Regions from separate parts of the Mus musculus genome. Here region 2 is linked to region 1. A link is a contact called in public promoter capture Hi-C data. All regions are on one chromosome and are shown on one strand. The core of a region is the stretch at or near the end of the contact, and the rest is flanking DNA. Distances in the headings are between cores, read along the strand shown. Region 1 has its middle 78 kb from the start of Amer2. Region 2 holds the start of Sacs (sacsin).

Region 1 (7,230 bases), core at 3,318-5,817:
CCATCTCAGAGCCCTGGATCTGGGCCTGGATGGTAACAGAGCTACTTCACCCGCTGGCCCGCTGGCTCTCCCTTCTCCACACCACCTGGGAGAGCTCTCCGCACCGCAATGGCTAGGGTGCTCCCCGTTCCTCTTTTTTTTTTTTTTTTTTTTAACATTGACAGGAGGTTGGGTCAGCCCTCCTAAACATAATAACATTTTTAAAAATCTGTAGTTTGACTTCGCCTGGGCAGAATAGTAGAGATGGCTCTAGTGATATAGGTGTGGGCGAGGCAGCGCAGAGGGAATGAGATCCGGGAGACCTGGCTTTGCCCTTGAGGGCTGCAGCGTTGGACGAACTAGCAGGACAGTGCTCTGGAGGGCTCACCATGGTGGTGGGGTTGGCGAGAGTTCTCAGACCGAGCAACTCAGCTACCACCCAGGCCCAGATTCAGGGCTTCGAGTTGGCCCACTCCAGCATCTACCTCATCTATAAACTGCTGGAGCATATGAAAGGGCTGGTCCTGCAGACTCAAGCCGCAGGATCTCCATGACACAGGGCAACAACCAGATATCCAAAAGGAGTCCCAGTGAGGATCCAGAGGCCTCGAACATTTCCAAGTGAAGACGTGTGGACGAAAGGGTGTACTCTGTGTCACACTGTGACACACTGCAGCTTCCACGATGAGATGTGTGTGTGTGTGTGTGTGTGTGTGTGTGTGTGTGTGTGTGTGTGTTTTCTTTTGTTTATCTTTGTTTTTTAATTTTCTTTTGGAAGAGATTGCAAGGGCACAGGGTGGATATGAAAGGATTGGGAAATAAATGGGGCTGGGGTGCATGATGTGAGACTCACAAGGAATCAATAGAAAGTTAACAAAACAAAATCTGTAGCTAGAAAGCATAAGCTAGTCTTCCTCCAAATGGACATGAAATACTAATAATATGCTCACTTAATCGACCCAAAGAAAGTCTCAATAAATCCCATCCCCAAAAGAAACAAATAAACAAACAAACAAACAAACAAAAACAAGATTTTTTTTGGTTACAATACAATAAAATAATAATTTCTGACAAAAGGAGAAATTGTAAAATAATCTTTCAATTAGATTTTTTTTCAGAGGTGGTGATGAACAAAGCCCAGGCAAGCCTTCTGTCACGGAGCCGTGCCTCTAGTCTCTGGAAGTGCTTTAAATTCTCTTGAATAATTCATTAGAAGAGGAAAATAGAAACCATAATTGAATATTTTTTTAAAAGAAAATAGCAAAAATGACCGTGCTGCAGATAAAATCCATGACCTCGTGCTGAAGCAGAAGCCAAGGCCTGTGTGCAACATGGGTGACGATCCTACGCTTCGCTCTCTCCTCAACGGCTCTGACTGGGGCCGTTGCCTCTAAAATTTTATTGACAGCTCTCTTTAAAAAATAAATAAATAAGAAGAAAAAAGTAAAGCACATATCTAACAAAGGTCCTTGTCCTACATATAAAGAACTACGGGAACTTACTTATAAAAGGGCAAACGACTATTTCAAAAAACTGAACAGACATTTTCCAAAAGAGCACATGAAAAAAGCCAGTAAGTAATGGAAAATGCACACCATTTGGCTAGTTCTGTAGCAAAGAGCAAATATGTATGGATTCACATACAAACACTGAAGGCAGGACTCTGTGACATTATTTTTAGTGGTTCCAGACTGGAAACAATCAAGATAGCCCCCGATTCACAACCTTATTCACTGAGAATAAAGGGTCACACATCAGATCATGGAGGATACTATCAAAATGTCATAATAAATTTCTGGTGTGTGCAGCCATCTTTGTCAATTTGTTGTTTGTTTGTTTGTTTGTTTGAAACAAGTTCCTACTATGCAGCTTTGTCTGGCTTGGAATTCTCTATATAGACCTGGCTGGCCTTGAACTCATAGAGATATGCCCGCCTCTGCCTCTGGAGTGCTGAGATTAAAGGTGTGTGCCACCAAGCATGGCCATATGACAAACTTTTTGATTAACTCAAAACTTTCAGGTAAAATGAAAGAAGCCAGACCCCCAAAAAATTTATATGAAAATTTATAAAAGACTAAATTATAGTGAAACAAATCTGGTAAAATGTTTTCTTATGCCCAGGTTGGGGAAGACAGATGGCCCGAAGGAGCACACATAAATTTCCATTTTTGTGGAGAGTTCATAGCTGCATATATTATAAATATTATTGAATTATTCTCTTAAAATCTTTGAGGTTTACTGGATGAAAATTGCACCTTAAAATACGTAAAAATAAATGTCTTTCAAATATAAAATATCAGCCAGTAGTTTCTGTGGAAAAAAGAATATCAAGTTGGACACAGTTTAGCCTCTAGCGTTATTCCTACTAACTCCATCTGCTGCATGCCCAGGAAGACATAGTTGTACTGTCAGTGGACTCGCTCACGTTCTTGCCTTGTATGGAGTTTGAGCAGTGGGAAGTGCAATAGAGGGTCTCAGAATGAGCAACTGGAAGCAGGGAGCAAATTCCTCAGTGAGCAACCAGAAGCAGGGAGCACATTCCTTAGTGAGCAACCGGACGCAGTATTCCTCTCCTTTTCCATGCAGAGGTCCCTGGTGGGATCACAGCAGTCTAGCATGTTCCTGAACCATGGGTACAGCTCCTTTCTGGTGGACTCTGTCACTGTAACTCCTCTTCCTCAATCATTCCTGCCACAGTGTAGGATGAGAGGCCGGCACTGATGATTGGTGTAAAGCTGCCAAGCTGCCCCTGAATTTTCTTGCTTAGTTACATGTTTGTAGACTCTACCTTACCCAATCAAGTGGGGTCATGTGTTTCTGTCTGGAAATTTGACTGAGTATAGTCCACTGCTAATAGCGATAACGAGAAATCTGTTAGAATTACTGAACAAGAAATCACAGAGGCACAGGAATAATACAAGGAAATCAACAGAACCCTGGACAAAGTGAAGAAAGCTGTGCACTTGGCTGAGAAGTTTTGGTAACTTGAAGATGGCGGTTCTTCACACTTAGAGATGTAATGCCAACAGATATTCTTAATTGCTTTGTTTGCTGTAAGTGTGAATAAAAGGAAAGATTCATATAACCCAACCGAAGCTTAGATACATGCTAGGGATGAACTGGGGATAAAATAATGTGTGCTTAGAAATCACACAAGACAGGGGACAGCCTGTCCTATAGAAAAGTGGCCAGAAGAACAGACAGATAACAGAGAAGAAACACAAAGGAATTCTGGACATAAAAATGGATGCCTCCTAATCAGAGAGTGTGTTCTGTCTGGAGAAGGAGGGGGTGTAATACGGACTTCCAGCGACCTTCTGATTGTGCCAAGCACAGCTGGTCAGACTGTAACCTGAGCCAGCTCCAAGGAAAATAGTGGCATCATCTGTCCAAACTCAAACACTTTATTTTTTGATTGAGTTCTTCTATTCCTGGATATGTAGTCGATGAATGTTTCTGCACATTCAAAATTGTTTCTGTGCAGAATTTCTACTGCAGCATTGTAAGGAAAAGCAAACCCTCCAGACGGAAAACTGGGAACAACTCTTCAAGTACCCAATGAGGGCTGGTGGGGTGAATCCTACTAGGAGTGTGGCACAGTGCAGTATTTTATAACCTAAGCAAATACCAAGGCTCTGTTGTGTGCACTGATGCTCCACAATGTTAAGTGGAGATAGCAAGGCTCTGGAGATGGTGTAGATAAAGAGAGAAAAGGGAGGACTATATAGTTACAGTACATGTGAGTAAAGAGGGCTGTTCAAAGCATAGGCAAGAAATCAATGACAACTAGACATCTTATGACACAAAGGGAAACCTCCAGGAGTAGGTTACATCTCATTGTGTAGTTGACCAAAGGGCCCCAATGAAAAAATCCTTAAATACCTTAGATCATTGCCAAGTGTATTGGTTGTTTTCTACAAGCTGATGGTAAGGTCCTATTGCTGAAACAACAACAACACACACACACACACACACACAGAGAGACACACACACACATAGTTGAAGAATTTTGAGCTGGTGCCTAACTAGAGCCTTCACTCCTACTGACTAGTAGTGTTTATGGCACTTGAAGGTAAGTTGCACAGTGCTAGACAAAACCTACCAACCCAGCTATGAATCCCAAGGTTTAGAGTGGTGACTGCCTGTATGATACCCTGGTACAATAGTGGCACAACACCCACCACCACAACTCTTATAAAGGTTGCTGGAAATTGACCTTTGGAAGAGCAGTCAGTGGCCTTAACCTCTGAGTCATCTCTTAACCCCTTGTTTTTGTTTTTGTTTTTTTTAAGAGTGGGTCTCTCTTTGTAGATTTGGCTGGTCTGGTGCTTGCTGTGTAGAACAGGCTGGCCTGGAACTCACAGGTCCACCTGCTACCTTGCGAGCGCTGGGATTAAAAGCCTGAATCACCACAATTAATTTACTGTTTAGTCTTCATTCGAGAGCATGACTGACCCAGGACACAGGATTGCAACTGGAAGATGAAGTTACCAATTTCCTATCCAGGTCTTTAAGAAGTCTGGCCTTGACGAGTCTCTCTGCATTCTGTTCCTGCCGAGCGTGCACTCAAACCTCGGCATCTGCAGGGGAGGAGACTCGGCTCCCTCTCCGGATCTGCTCTCCCGTGAGTTTATACATGGAAACAGGCTGGTTCTGCTGCCTGTCTGAGAAAGAACAGTTTGCAACCATTAATGAGGCAGAAAGCTCTCACCCATTTTTAAGTAATCGCACCTTTCTTAGGGGTGCTGTGTACAAGCCCACATCCTTGAAATGACAGCTGCATTCCTGAAAAGCTAGGCATACATTTAATTTTTAAATTATTTGCAGGACTGGACTTTTGTAAAAGGGTTTCCGTGAACAGAATTATTTTGTCAATTATTTAAATATGTTAGCTACATTAGGTTCCAATATTAAGGTTAAATACTTATGCATATAAAACCCACAGTAGACATAGGGATTCTGTCTGATCTTATTAAAATGTATTGTATACAATAATCTATTATTAACATGTTAATTATGCTTATAAGCATATATTTATTGTGCATTTTATATAACTACATTATAGCATAATTACTTATTGTGTTGTAAGTAATAATATAGTATGAAATAATATAAATACAGAAAATATATAGAAATACATATTAAACAGTACATGGAACATATTAAAACACACATAAAGTGTATGTTAATAAAGTAGAAAGGAGAAAGATAATTTTCATTTTATTTTTTTCCTAAACATTTCTCTACCTTTTCTGAGGTATTTCCCAGTATATGTCTGCTAATGTAGAAATTATTATTTTTTTTCATTGAGAATGTCAGGCCTATACAGAATCATATTTATAAGAAATATAAGCAAGATAGCTATTATGAATCCAGCAATATTTAACGATTATATGATAGTTACTAGTTAGTTAGGTGAGACCAAAATAAACAAGCACACAGCTTTAAAACTCTGATTGGCCAGAAGCTGTGCTTGGCCCCACCCACAGAGGCTATCACTTAGTGGCTGTCAGTATGCCTGGTCTTTGTTTTTCTCTAATGACAACTGGGCATGTTAATTCTTGTTTTATCCAGTCGTCAGCCACCATTGACCTCCTGCTTTGATAGATGAGATTTCCTTATGTCCCTCCCTCGCCACCTCTCCTGGCACCCAGAGAGGCTTATCAGCATTGTTAGTGTGCACTGCCATGGCCCCTTTCTAGAGCTGTCCTAGCCAGTGGTACCCTGTGCCAGTTGGTGGGTGATGGGAAGTGATATCTATGAAGAGGCCAGTCCATGAAATGACAGGGCAGCCTCTGAAAGCGAGAGCCTGAGGCTCTGTCAGAGAGTGAGTGTCACATGCAATCATATCACAGGACTGCTGAAGATGACACCAACCAGTTAACATTTCTCTGTCAGCTGTCCAGTTCCGTCAATGCTAAAACATGTTAAAAGAAGCCACCCCAAGTAAATATTGTCCACATCTAATGCTCACCAAGACGTGTACACAAGGCCATATGCAAATCTCTATAGTTACCACTCTTCAAAGGCAGAGACAGAAGGGTCACAAGTGTGAGGCTAGCCTGAGCTATATAGTACAATACAGTATTAAAAACAAACAAACAAATAAAAAGCACGTTAAAAAAAGCACTATGGATGGTGTGAAAAATCTAGAACCTACCACTTGACTCAACAGCTGTTATAGGGAGCAATCATCACTGTGAAGACTTGTGGGAAGCCACATTGGTAAATGCAATATATTATTTTTTTCAAGTAGGATTGGCCTCCTAGTATAAGTTCAGAGGGACAGAGTGGCTACTGGGGCTGGGGAATGTGCAGTTCTAGCTCAGGATGGTGGCAAGGACAGCACACAAGGCAGTTGAACTTATTTCCTCAAACTCCACACTTATAAACAGTGAACAATGGTAGTAACTTCAGTTGTGTGCATACTGATACAGTTTTAAAAAGTAAATACTCTGTGTGTGTGGTGGTGGTGGGGAACCTGGAGACATGGCTCAGAAATTAAGAGCATGTGTTGTTCTTCCAGAGGGCCAGAATTTGGTTCCCCACAACCATGCTAGGCAGCTCACAACTGCCTGTAACTCCAGCTTCAGGGGATCTGACAACCATTTCTGGCCTCCATGGACCTGCACACATGGCAAAAACTCTCACACACATTCACATAAGTAAAAGCAATTAAATAAATGTTTTTTAAAACATAAAATAATAAATACCTTTAAAAGTAATGTGTGGTACCCTTTAAAAAAGAAAAGAAAAAGAAAGAAAAAGAAAAAGAAAAAGAAAAAGAAAAAGAAAAAGAAAAAGAAAAAGAAAAGGACCTCCTACTGAAAGAAAATGATAACCAATACCACCCAATACTCATCCTGGTGGCAAGAGGTCCACAGGGGAACAGACTCAGGATGTCACTGGCCAGGACACTGACAGTGTTTTTGTCTAAACTGTTTCTTATCAGATGAAATTTCTTTATGTATTATGAATAATACCTTTAAAAATATATAGATGGTGCTGGGCAATGGTGGCGCATGCCTTTAATCCCAGCACTTGAGAGGCAGAGGCAGGTGGATTTCTGAGTTCAAGGCCAGCCTGGTCTACAGAGTGAGTTCCAGGACAGCCAGGGCTACACAGAGAAATCCTATCTCAAAACACACACACACACACACACATATATATATATATACATACATATACATATACATATGTATATGTATATATATACATATATACATATATATATATATATTGATGTCTTCA
Region 2 (7,230 bases), core at 1,634-4,133, 680 kb after region 1:
GTTCTTTTGTGATTGGGCTACGTCACTCAGGATGATATTCTCCAGATCCATCCATTTGTCTAAGAATTCATGAATTCATTGTTTTTAATAATTGAGTAGTATTCCATTGTGTAAATGTACCACATTTTCTGTATCCATTCCTCTGTTGAGGGGCATCTGGGATCTTTCCAGCTTCTGGCTATTATAAATAAGGCTGCTATGAACATAGTGAAGCATGTGCCCTTATTACAAGTTGGAGCATCTTCTGGGTATATGCCCAGGAATGGTATTGCTGGATCTTCCAGTAGAACTATGTCCAATTTTCTGAGGAACTGCTAGACTGATTTCCAGAGTGGTTGTACCAGCTATCTCCTGAGAGGCTCTGCCAGTGCCTGACTAATACAGAAGTGGATGCTCACAGTCATTCACTAGATGGAGCACAGGGTCCTCAGTGAAGGAGCTAGAGAAAGGACCCAAGGAGCTGAAGGGTTTTGCAGCTCCCTAGGAGAAACAACAATATGAACTAACCAATAAGCCCAGAGCTCCCTTGGACTAAACCACCAATCAAAGAAAACACATGGAAGGACTCGTGGCTCTAGCTGCATATGTAGCAGAGGATGGCCTACTGGGTCATCAATGGGAGGAGAGGCCCTTGGTCCTGTGAAGGTTCTATGCCCCAGTAGAGGGGAATGCCTGGGTCAGGAAGCGGGAGTGGGTGGGTTGAGGAGCAGGGGGAGGGGGGAGAGGATAGGGGATTTTTGGAGGGGAAACTAGGAAAGGGGATAACATTTAAAATATAAATAAAGAAAATATCTAATAAAAAAGAGAAAGAAAACAAAAAACAAAAAAAATCAAGATGTAACCTAAATATAATTAGTATTGTGTCATATTTCGAATGATCCTGAACCTTAACTTCAAATGTATAAAGGAGAAATCAGAGTTTTAAAACATTAAATTGAAAAGAGTCACACTGCATAATCTGTGGCAGAATTTCTTTAAATTAAGCAGTTTGATTTTTAAAAAATAGATTTTCTTTTACATTTACGTGCTAATTGGTTGATTGGCTGATTGTGTGTACGTGTGTGTGTGTGTGTGTGTGTGTGTGTGTGTGTGTGTGTGTGCATTACAGTGCATATGCAAAGGTCAGAGGACAACTTTGAGGAATTGGTTTTAACTTCTTCTTCCATTCTGTGTGTCCTGGGAATTGAACTCAGACGGCCAGGCTTGGCTGCAAGCACCTTTACTTGCTGAGCCATCTCGCCTAATTTTTAAATTTTTTTTTAAAGATTACCTTCTGTGTCTCTTACAAATTACCTTTCAAGGCAACACTTTAGCTCTTGTCCCATCATTCCTTTCTCTTTCCAACCTTCGGTACCCCTCCCAGCCTCCTGGATTTCACTGTTCTCTGAGCTTAGAGTTGCCTCTAGCGGGGCAGCCCTCTTGTACAAAGGACCTAGTTCTCTTCCTGGCTGCAGTTTAGCATAGCAACCTCAGCATTTATATATTTATTTATTTATTTATTTATTTATTTACACCCCACCAACACTGTGTGTGTATATGTATGTATGTATATATATATATATATATATATATATATATATATATATATATATATATTTACAGGAGTGTACTCCAAAGCCAGTGGGAGACCTCTGTCTTATCTCCTTGAGACAGGGTCTCTTACTGATCTGGGAGACTTCAGGAGACAGAAAACTCTACCTGTCTTAACATTATTGAGCTATGGCACACGGCCCCACAACACTTGTTGTAGGTACTAGGCATTTGAACTAAGGTACTCATGTTTGTGCAAAAAGTGGCCTTGCCCACTGTGCCATTCCAAACACAGCTCTCTAATGCCCTTTTAAGATCAGGACCTTGAGCATCTTTGGGTTTTGGCAGCTTCAAGAAAGCAATTCCCATGGATTCCGAGGGATGACTAATAGGAGTCTGTGGTGTGGAAGAAATGCTATTAGATTTGGTATCTTCAGTGGTCCCCTGGGAAGGGCGAGACTACAGCAAAGCAGACAAAGTGGATTGCCCTTTCTGAAGTCGGTGCCTCTCCCCAGGGACATCATTGGAGCCTGTATGGCTGAGCTGAATTAGGTAATTTCCCCAAGGGTGCAGCAAACAGGAGCCTCCAATCTTCTGAAGCTCTAGCTGGTGTACACTCCCCATTCATAGGATGCTGGAGGATGTTGGTCCTGATGCTGTAACTAGAGCACAGCCCACGCAAGGGCAGAGGACCGGGGCTGCACACAAAGCTTGGTGCCGTAGAGATGCCGTGCCCTGGTTTATTGCCTCAGTGTCCCCATTACTAAACTGACAGAAACACTGAATTAACACTGGCATCAGATTGCAACTGTAGAACATTTTACAACACACAGCACATTTTGAGTGAATTTTTGATTTTTTGATACTTATTTGGAATCTCATGTCCACAATGACAATGAACAAAGGCACTGTGTATGCTGTTTTATCTGGGCATGTGCTGCTGTTACTATCATATGGCTATCACCTGTCTGTCATCCATCCATCCATTCATCCATTTTGAGACCAGCTATCCTTGAACTCACTATGTAAAGGCGGCTGATCTTGAGCGCTTAATCCTCCTGTCTTCAGACCGGGCAGAGTCTATTCAGAACTCTTTATGGGGCTGAGGAGGCCCATACCAAGCCCCTAGCACCAACCTTCTATGGGGAATGACTTTGTTTTAAGCCGTATGCCTTCCATAAAATTAATCTCTGGAAAACAACAAAAATAATAATAAAGCTCCCATCGTGACTTTTTACCTCAGTGATCCACAACACTGGGTGTGTGGCATTATGGCATTCTTTGAAGCTGATATGCTATCTCTTTAATTTAAAAAAAGAGAGCAGTGAGCTAGGTAGGGGGAGCTGTGACTGCCGCACTCTCCCGGCCCTGCGCTGAATGCAGTGGCAGTAACGCTGGCTGGGACTTGTTTGTTGTTGGTACAAAAGGCACACAAAGGCCGGACAACCAGGTTGATGATGGCCACCGTGAGACTCTGAGGGTCCCTCGGACTGCGGACTGCGTCTAGTCTAGGAACAGCTACATCGGGCGTTGCGACCCGCTGGAGCCGGGTGGTGCGGTCGCTGCTACAGCTGCTGCTGCTCCAGCTGGGCCGTGGACCACTGTCCTCTGCATCTTCGCCCCCAAGGAAGACAGAGCAGCTCTGGCGTGTAGTGCCACAGCGCACGGGTGAGGAGTTGCTACCTTGGCATCCTTGGGTAGGGTGGGTCCCGCTCTACCTCCTCATCTTAGTTCCAGAGGGGCTCTGACTGCAGGCTTTGTCTTTTTAATTTCCACTCCAAGTTGCAGAGAGTGGTCATAATGGGTTCGCTGCTGTTATGCAGAGTGGGGTCCGGACTATTGGTATTTATACAGTGGCATTCTCAGAATAGTTTATTACTTAATCTGCAATCGCTCTAATTTTAACCTCATATTCTCAACCAGCCAGTTCTCAGTTACCTTATTTAATAATACTCGAAAGCCTTATGACAAAAAAAAATTCTCCTTATTTCATTTCATTCCAGGAAATAATTAAATTCTTAGAAAGAGTTCTGTGATTTTAGCAAAGTTCTCTCCTACTCTGCTGTCCTTTTTTGCTTGCCTGCGTTTTTCTTAAAACAAGGTCAGTGGGGAGTATTGCCTTTGAGGCTGATATGCTGATAATTTTAGCTTTAATCTTACTCCCTGTGTCTCTGAAAATGGTAAAAAGCCTCTTCCATTTGAACCAGCCAGGATGGGGGCTGGTTCCAGGTGTTTTCCAAGCATAAGCTGCCACAACCCCATATTGGTCTCTTTACTCCTGCACCAACCAGTACAGAAGTAATTCACGATCAGCCCCCATTTATTTGTCTTATGACGAGTTTTACAAGCACCCACTGGCAGCCAGGTAAGAACTAGGACAGTGTGAGGTTCTCATGTTCACATCCCCTGAGTGTTGCGGAAGACTAACCAGCTCTCTTTCCTTTGCCTTGACAGTTAGCCCCATTCTGTGTGGTCCCTTGTCTTCTTTATCCTTGGCTTTTGGCTTTTGGCTGCCCAAGCTGCTCCCTCCCGCACCCATGATCCTTAAGACTCTGTCTAAGTCCCTTTCAAAGGAAGCAAGCTAGCTTACACCATCTTCCTGCGTCCCTGCTGTTGTGCTCATCCTGTGAGAGCAGCAGTAAGAACCGTTGACCGCTGTTCCGATGTTTCCCGTTCTTCCTGTCAGAAGAAAAGCTCAGTCACAGCTTTTGAAGAACAAGGACAGCTGACAGGAGTCCTTTGCTTTGGGCCGGACTGGCCCTCAGCAGCCCTGTGCTCAAATGTCAGCTCAACTGGACCTTCCTGCCACAGCCCCTTAGAAGTCGCTAACAATTGGTGCCTCAGTTTCTCTTCTGTCCAAGACACTGATGGTCATTGCTCAGATGATGGTGGTATCATTGAGACATCAAATGTTTGTGAAGATAGCTAGCTTAGACTAAGCAGTGTGTTGCTAGTGAGTATTTGACTCATTTCCAACCCATTCCACCCCATCCATCCATCCATCCATCCATCCATCCATCCATCTATCCATCCATCCAACCACACATACATCTACTCACTCAATCTATGAAACACACCAAATAGCTTCATTTATTAGTGTTCCCTCAAAAACTGAATTTATAAATGTACTTTTGGCTGAGTGCCTCTTAAACAGCCTTTGCTTTGGGCTAAATGTTCTCATACCTTTGGCCTATGAATGCGGAGCTAGAACTTCCTTGCTGCCATAGGGCTGTTCTCTGAGGGGAAGGGAGGCTGATTCCTCTTGCATACCTTCCCCTAAACACATCATGGTAGCAGTAACAATGACTATACTGGCCATGTCCCCCAGGAGTCCAAGTCAGGACAGTTAAATGTACTTAAATGTGCCAAATTGGAAATCAGAACAAGTCCCGTTACTATTTTGATCTTGGACAGCCAGGCGGCCCACTCACTCTTTATAGACATTGCCAATCCTGTGACTATTTTTAATCTCTACTTTGTCTTTCTCCTTTCTCTTTGCTATTTTCCCTTAAACTCTTCACTTAACATGCACTGGACTTCAGTGTCTATGATGGAGATGTTGTACCCTTCCCAGAGGGAGAAGGAAAACAGAAAAACTGGACAAAGCACTGGATTGGGAACCAGAAAAATGTGACTTTAGCTCTGTTGGCTTTTATTTGTGCATAACAGAAAACCATTTATCCTCGGAGCTAAGATAAGAGGTTTGGGGAGAGACTCTTTGACTTTCCTTAGAGTCCTGAGTATAAGATCTTGACAGCTCTCTTTGGACTCTGCTCACTGCCTCAGAATAGTCAATCAAAAATTACTTTTCATTCGTGTGGTCAAGATTAGAAATGATTTAATAGCCCCACTCTGTAGGTTAGAAGATGCAAGATTAAGGGAGTGGAAGCTCAGTGTATTCTTATTTGAGAATGGAGAGGTCTACTCAATGTAGCTTTTCTTGCTGAAGATCGCCGAGTTCTCAGACCCCATGCCCCAAGTTCTGCTTCTTGCTGTCATGTTCTTCCCACTGCACTTTGGAGTTTGGGTGACTGGAAGCCTGAGAGCTCACACAGATCACCCATTTTGTGCAGAACCATCGTTAGTTCTTTTATAGCAATGTAGCATCCGGACTTCTGTTTTGCTTCTGATAGTATTGCATGTCTCTTACCTAGGCCTGAAGACAAAGGCTAGGCCTTTCACTTCTTCCAAAAAGATAAAAGCTTGAAGTCAGTCAGGCACCTAGTGAATGGCAGCTTAAATTTCATGCGTATCTTTATTTGATTAAACTGCTGAGCACTGGAAAGGAGCGCACGTGTGAATATTATCGGTCTCTGGGATTTGTGGACATTTCTACACAAGTGTTTCCCCTTGTTTAACATGATGATACATGTTAAACATATATGTATATATATATATATACATACATGTGTATATATGTATATATGTATGTATATATATATTTATAACTTTTATTTTCTAACTCTTACAAACCCACAGAAGCAACCATTTATTTTTTTTTTAGAAGCAACCATTTAACTGTTGGATTAAACAATAGTTAATCTGCTTTGCACATAAAGATATTAAATTGTTATATTTTGAAGCTCGGTGTGTAAATTTTATTCAGTCTATGTCGCCTTCCCATCAAACCCACCCCCACCCCACCCCCACACGCTTATTTTTATTTATCAGTGTTTTTGTTACAGGCTTGTGCTGGGTGACCGCTTTAGAAAAAGTCTAGTCCTGGAGAACATACTTGTTCAACAAGTCATTAAATTCCTCAGAGACCCATCTAAGAACAGCCCAAGACTCTGAATAGACTTATTCTGAGACAGACCCGGGTTAGAAAGGTGGAGTCTCATCATAGTGATTCTGACATTTAACCTCTCGGCACTTCCAGCTTCCTACTTTTGAAACGAGACTGAGAACAGATCAGCACACAAACCCCTGGCATGGTGACGTGGGTGACGCGGGGTAGGCTTCTCCAGCAAGGTCGCTTTTTAAAACAATGAGCCAATTCTTGTGTCTTCTAAAAGCTACATGATATGCATCAATCTTGCCAAATTTAGGAGATTTTAGCCATATTTATTTTAATGTTCTTTTTAGCAGCTTTACCAAGATATTATCCACATGCCATACAGTTTGCTTGTGTGTTATGTTTATAAATTTTTATCTGTGAACGTAGGCAGGACTTTTTTTTTTTTTTTTTTTTTTTTTTTTTTTTGCCAGTGTAAGACCCTGCCTACCACAGTCATCTCTACGTATCATAGAATCAACTTGAACTTGAGTCAAGGTATAAACCTAGATGTTTGTTCTTATGATCTGGGAATGAGAGTTTATGCACACTGGTGAAATTTGTACATCAAGTCGCTAAATTGTTCACACTGTTGAGTGCCTCCTGTATCTGAGATCGAGAGCCTGAAACAGCCAAAGAGGAGTCAGACAGCTTTGAGGAACTGATAGCAAAAGAAACGAGAAAGCCCTGGGTCTCACAAAGGGCTTCGGAACCCCAGGGGAAACCCTTAGTGTTTTCATGGCTGTTCTGTGGATATCTCAATGTGCTTGTGTGTACACTGAGTACACTGCACCTTTAGCTTCTCGTGGTGGTGGTGTAAATACATTTTATTTCTGCGTTTGATTGCCCAGGTATATGAGGCCAAATCTGGCTGTGGTGACCATGACCTGTCCTCCAGCATACGGCCCACAGTACTGACCCTGGTG

The links. Promoter capture Hi-C pulls out the DNA fragments that hold promoters and counts their contacts.
Region 2: a promoter capture Hi-C map of hippocampal neurons shows a contact between it and region 1, with 3 times the contacts expected there. The contact joins the promoter of Sacs here to the enhancer-like site in region 1. A contact is called at or near these places in 3 of 39 promoter capture datasets (hippocampal neurons, liver and pre-B cells) and 1 of 115 datasets of contacts at active chromatin or transcription factors (embryonic stem cells).

What each region holds. Positions count from the first base shown.
Region 1 is chr14:60,452,379-60,459,608 of GRCm38.p6, forward strand. No RefSeq gene overlaps it. Among named protein-coding and RNA genes, the nearest start is that of Amer2, 78 kb to the left of the region's middle. Within about 2 kb of position 4,568, at least 2 of the 459 cell types and tissues checked have an H3K27ac peak or open chromatin away from gene starts, as enhancers often do. A contact at or near this core is called in hippocampal neurons, where this site is marked.
Region 2 is chr14:61,135,574-61,142,803 of GRCm38.p6, forward strand. It overlaps Sacs (sacsin), which reads left to right and starts at 2,884. Exons shown (of 10, transcript NM_015788.2): 1 at 2,884-3,198.